Regions from separate parts of the Sus scrofa genome. Here region 2 is linked to region 1. The links are chromatin contacts, called in public Hi-C maps. All regions are on one chromosome and are shown on one strand. The core of a region is the stretch at or near the end of the contact, and the rest is flanking DNA. Distances in the headings are between cores, read along the strand shown. Region 1 holds the start of SREBF1 (sterol regulatory element binding transcription factor 1). Region 2 overlaps RAI1 (retinoic acid-induced protein 1).

Region 1 (2,700 bases), core at 46-2,545:
ATTTTGCTAACCCCCGGGGCTGTAAGCAGGCTTGAGCTGTGGTTTCTCAGGCGGGCCCGTGCTTGGTGGGACCAAGGAGAGAAGCAGGCATGTGATACCCGGGGGGGCCACAGGCTCCAAGGACACGTGCATCCAGGTTGTGGGAGGTTTGAGTCCTGTGCTCTTGCCCTGTTTTCTCATCAACCGACAGCAAGGAAGCCAGCGTGGCCGAAACTGCCCAGCAACCATGGAGGCAACTCGCTAGGGCCTGGGACTGCGTGCTGCACAGCCAGGCAACAGCCTCCCAACTGTCCCTGCTGCGCCTTCTCTGCAGAACAACCAGAGCGGTGCTTCCACAGCTAAGTGAGCGGCGCAGCTGCCCCCTCCTCTCCTTGGCCGACCTCCCTCGGCCAACCTGCCTAGCCTCACCTCCCGGGCATCTCTAAGTCCTCGCCATGCTTGCCGGACGACATCCTTCCTGGCTGGTCCGGGATGACCCACAGGTCTCACCCCACCGATCCCCACGAAGCTGCTGCCCAGCCCCTGAGCTACCACAAGGTGTAACTAAACATCCACGTATGGGTTTCCCTGGGGATTTTTGTGCTCCCAAGAAAAGGGGGGCCCAGGTTTGTCTGTGAACCCCTGGTGCCTGGGACGGGGCCTGATATTCAGCGGAGGCTCGATAAATGCGTGCCCACGCCGGCTGCGAGAACCGGACGCGGGCGGGCAAGGGCGGGAGGACGCCTGCGCGCATGCGCGAGGGCTCCAGCGCCGAGCTGAACTCTCGGGCCGGAGGGAATGACCGAGAGTAACCTCCCGCTGACGTCACGGCTGAGCGGGGGCGGGGCCTCGGCGACGCCCGGATCCCAGGCTCCCGCCGAGGCCGCCTCTGGGCTGAGGCTTCACAGGTCGCGGGGCGCGGCCCGGGACGGCCGGAGGCGCACGTGCCCGGTGCCGGGCCTCCCAGGACCCGGCGCGGCCCGAGACTCCAGGGCGGGCGCGGGAGGGTCCGCGCGGACAGGACAGCGAGGCCGGCGGCGCTCGGCCCAGGGACGCGGAGCGCCCCGAGCGCCCCGCAAGGAGTCAGCGCCCCGGCCCCCGCTCCGCGCCCGCACCCCGCGCCCCCGGCGCCCGCATCCCCCGCCACCCAAGAGACAAAGGCGAACGCAGCCTGCGCGCCGCACTTGCGCGGAGCCCGGTGGGTCCCTGACGCACCTTCGATGTCGGTCAGCAGCGCCGCGTCCAGCTCGCATGGCTCGGCCAGCGCCTGCTCCAAGGCTGCCTCTGTGAAGGGCGGCTCGTCCATGGCGCAGTCGCCTCCTCCCGGCGGCCCGCCGGGACCGCCGCAGCCGCTCTGCGCGTTCGCGTCACGCCCTGGCCTCGGTGGGGCCCGGCGCCCGAGAAAAGTTCCTCGGAAACTGGGTTCCCCCGCGGCGGCTCTGCGGGCGGGGCGGGGCGGGGCCTGGACTTGCGGGGAGGCTCCGCCCCCAGCGGACGGGCCCGCCCCACCTGGGGAAAGCCGAGATCCCGGCCGCGTCTGTCCCGCACACCCGCCGCGCCGGCCCCTCCATCCAAGTGGGGTGCCGACTCCTGCGGGGCTGGGGCAGACCCCGGCCTCTCCAGCACCAAGCGAGGGGGCCGAGTGGAAGCCGCAGGACTGGGTCCCTCCCAGAGATCTCCGGACCTGGGGAGGGAGGGAGGTGACCCTACAAAACCCACATCCGTGGTCTGGCTCTTTAGAAGACAGACCACCCAAGTTCAAGCTCTAAGACCCGCTGTGCGGCCTCGGGGCCCGTTACGTCAGCACTGTGTGCCTCGGTTTCCTCAGCTGTGACCGCCTTGATGACACCTGCACAAGGTCACAGCCACTCAGGGCAGCAACAGGGCTGGGGCCTGGGGCTATCTGACCCCCATCTTGGTACCTGTCCCCAGGAGCAGTCGGGATGAGGAAGGGGCAGACTGCTTTAGACCCGGGCCACCTTGCCCTAGGTCATGACACGTGGAGGGCCAGGTCCGAGGAGGCAGCCCGGCTGGGGAGGGAGGTCCTGTGGGTTGGGGGCGGAGCTGGGCGGCGGGGGAGGCGGTCTGAGTAAGCCAGAACTAACATTCAGGTTCTGGAAGTGGGAAGGCTGCCTGTGCGAGAGGGCAGCCACGGAGACGACCCCCGCCTCGGGGGAGTGCAGCCATCCTGAGTCCTGCTTCGCTCAGACTGCACACCCTCCGAGGGGGTAAAAGGAGTGGAACACTTTGGACTGGAGGGGCGGGGTGCTCGGGCCACGAGAGGCCTTGGAGGTCCAAGTCCCGGGGGTTCAGCCTAGACACGCAGGGCTCTTTGTGCCCCTCCCAGAAGTAGCTGCTGTGGAAAATTACCCAGAACCGGGGTGGCCAGGGCCGGGATATCCAAACCACATCTGTCCCCCCAGTGGCCCTGCTCAAGGATCTCCCAGCATGGCACTCCAGATGAATTAATGCTGGGGAACGGGGGATCCCCCTTCTCGGCCCCCTGCATCCTGCCGCCCCTGGCCCCACCACCCCAAGTAGGAGCCAAGCACCCAGAAGTCTTGTGGATCTGGTGACTCTCCTGAAAATCTTTCCCCGTGCGAGTCAAGCCTAAAGAGCACCTACTTCAGAGTCAGGCAGCCGGTCCGGGTTTTCAGCTGCTTGCTGTGTGACCTGGAACCACTTACTTCACCTTTTTGAGTCTCTGTGAAAAGGGGTGTT
Region 2 (2,700 bases), core at 95-2,594, 110 kb before region 1:
GGAGTTGAATCCGGTGGCAAGACGAGGGTGTGTCTGTGTGTTTTCCCAGGCCTGTGTGTGCGCGGCGTGGGTTTGTCTGTCTTTGGGGGCTTCTGTACGTGGAGGGTGATGGTTCTTCCGTGGTCACTGCATCCAGGCACGTGTCTGACTCTGTATCTGGGTGGGCGCCCGTGTGTGCACGTGTCTCGGCTGGGAGACAGGGTGGAGGGTGTGGGTTTTGTGAGCATGTCCTGCGTGCTTGTGGGTGGTGGGATCCCCGACGCGGTGGGGGCTGTGTTTGTGGGTGGGACCTGAGTGTGTCGGGTTCGTGTGTAAGTCCTGTGTGGGAGGCTTGTCTCTGCACACACGGGGAGTGGCTGCAGGGCTTCACATCTGTGGCCCAGGCGGTGGCCGCTGGCTGAGTTGTTGGCATCTGCCCTCCCCTCGCCCTGGGCACCGAGTCCTGTGACCCTGCGTGGCCGCTGACAACCTTCGGGGACTGAAGGCCCGCTGACAACCCCCCACTGCGTCCGGTGGGACCTGACCTTCCCTGCCCGGCGGCTCAGACCGGAGGGAACTCGGGTCAAGGTGGCCCCGGCCCGTGATGCCCGGATGGGAAACTGAGGCCCAGGGCACACAGCCTGTGGCGACCAAGCCGGGCCCCAGCCCTCCGCTCCGCAGCCCCTGCCTGGGCCTCAGCTTGCCCTTCTGTGCCAGGCTCTGGGCCCAGCCGTGCGCCTGCACAGAGGCCCTGGCACGGAGGAGGCAGGGGTCACGCATGTTGATCCAGCCCAGAGGTGGCAGCAAGATGGTGAGGAATGAGGGGTCGAGGCTGCTCTGGGGGCGTCTCTGTCCCTCCTCTAGAAGCAGCACCCCCCCCCACAGCCCAGACACCACCCAGGGGTGTTGGGTTTTCCTCAACACCCCCCCCGCCCCCCAGCAGCTCGTGTGTCTGTCACTACGGTTCTAATGTGGCTGCCCAGGCCCGAGGGACAGAGACCTTTGCGGCTGCGGGGGTGGCGTCAGGCTGGGCAGGGGGCGCCGCTCTCCTGCTGCCCGGTCCATCCAGGCCCCTGAGCCTGCTGGGCTGGGGGCGCGGGGCCGCCCTGGCACACCGCTTCCTTTGGCGTTGCTGTTGGCAGCAGTAATACCTCGGGCCCATAGGTGTGTTCGTGGCCTCCTGTGCCAGGAGTGAAATCAGCCGTGATCTGAGCATTCCTGAGCCCTGCCCTGGGGAGCTGGGGCCCGGGAAGGACAGGAATAAATAAGTTTCCGGCCTCACACGCATCCCCGAAGGGCAGGCCTGCCTGTCAGGCGCTTAGAGAGCAGAGCGCAGGCTTGCGGTTTCTCCCCTGGACGGAGCGGGAGGCCTGGGCCTCGGCTGGCGGCTGCTCTGGGCGCCGGACAGGCTCAGCTGGGACATGAGTGAGTCAGGAGAGCCAGATCCTTGCTCTGTGGCCCCGGCCACCGCCCACCTTCTCTGGGCTCCCCAGGACGGGACGTTTCCTTCCAGCTCTGTCACCTCTGCATGGAACGCAGGCCAGTGTGTGTCACCTCTTCCCGAGTTCTTTGCCCCCCCACCCCTGCCGCCAGGGCCCTCGAGACATCTGTTGGCAACAGCCTTGACTTTGGAATGCCAGGGGCACTGCCCCGGGGGACGCCAGGAGCCTCGCTCTGCACTGCCTCAGGCCCCACCTGCCTTTCTGCCTTAGTCTGTCTGCTCTCAGGCCCCACTGTGTCCGCAGCAGAGGGAGCATCTCTTCGTTGGTTCACCTGCCCCCGAGAGTCCCGGACGCCTGTTTATTGCCAGGCACCGGGCTGCGCCTTAGACCGCAGGCCACACTGGCTGTGATCCTGCCACGTCTGACCCACGGATCGTATTGAGAGCCCGCCCGTGTTTGGGGGTGGGGGGCAAACGAATTGCCGGGGAGTGATCCCGGGGGAGGTGAGATTCCACCCCCAGTTCTCGTTCACAGCTCACCTGGCTTATTGTGTCTGCTTCCCTCAAGGCCACGGTGGTGGCGCCGGCCACAGCTCGACCAGCCGGCGGGGGTGGCATGGCACAGCTCCTCGTAGCCACAGCACCCCCCCCACCCCGCGTGTCCTCCTGGCCGTGTCGCACTTGGTGGTGTGGCTTCCTGGTTGCGAGCCCAGCCCCGGAGCCAGACTGCCGGGCGAATCCCGCTCCCGTCCAAGCCTCAGTTTCCTTCTCTGCAGAAGGGGCGTCACAGTGGCCAGGACCCGGACGTCCCGTCGAGGCTCACAGGTGACGACTGGGACCCGTGAGGACGCGGGTTTGACCCCTGGCCTCGCTCAGTGGGGTAAGGATCCGGCGTGGCCGAGGTGCAGGCCTGCAGCTGCAGCGCCAGTTCAGCCCCCAGCCTGGGAACCTCCACGTGCGCGGGTGCGGCCCTAAAAATACAAAAGTAGATAAATTAAAAAAGCCAAATCAAACCAAATAAAAGCGATAGTAAGGAGACACCGGCTCCTGGATGCGCTGGGGGGATTCAGCGGGAGAATTTTAGCTGCTCGCGCGTTGGCTGCTGCTGTTGTTGAGTAAATGAGCCACCTGCAGGCGGCGACCTGGGTTCCGGCGCCCTCGCTGGGGACCCCGTGGGTCACACCCGCCTCCAGGCCTGTGTCCCCAGCCGTGGCTTCGGGGGAGAGGCACCTGCCCTCTCTGTTCCACTTCCTCCCTCGCCATCCGAAGACCGAGGCTTG

Evidence for each region. Hi-C and Micro-C count contacts between places; a contact is called where the count stands out from the background.
Region 2: a Hi-C map of retroperitoneal adipose tissue shows a contact between it and region 1, with 1.6 times the contacts expected there. The contact joins the enhancer-like site here to the promoter of SREBF1 in region 1. A contact is called at or near these places in 1 of 5 promoter capture datasets (liver), 3 of 47 Hi-C or Micro-C datasets (heart right ventricle, retroperitoneal adipose tissue and subcutaneous adipose tissue) and 2 of 2 datasets of contacts at active chromatin or transcription factors (alveolar macrophages and skeletal muscle).

Annotation. Positions count from the first base shown.
Region 1 is chr12:60,732,562-60,735,261 of Sscrofa11.1, reverse strand. SREBF1 (sterol regulatory element binding transcription factor 1) reads right to left here and starts at 1,295. Exons shown (of 19, transcript NM_214157.1): 1 at 1,195-1,295. The coding sequence starts at 1,285.
Region 2 is chr12:60,838,180-60,840,879 of Sscrofa11.1, reverse strand. All of the region lies in intron 1 of RAI1 (retinoic acid-induced protein 1), which reads left to right. Among named protein-coding and RNA genes, the nearest start is that of RAI1, 15 kb to the left of the region's middle. Within about 2 kb of position 1,344, at least 21 of the 83 cell types and tissues checked have an H3K27ac peak or open chromatin away from gene starts, as enhancers often do. A contact at or near this core is called in retroperitoneal adipose tissue, where this site is marked.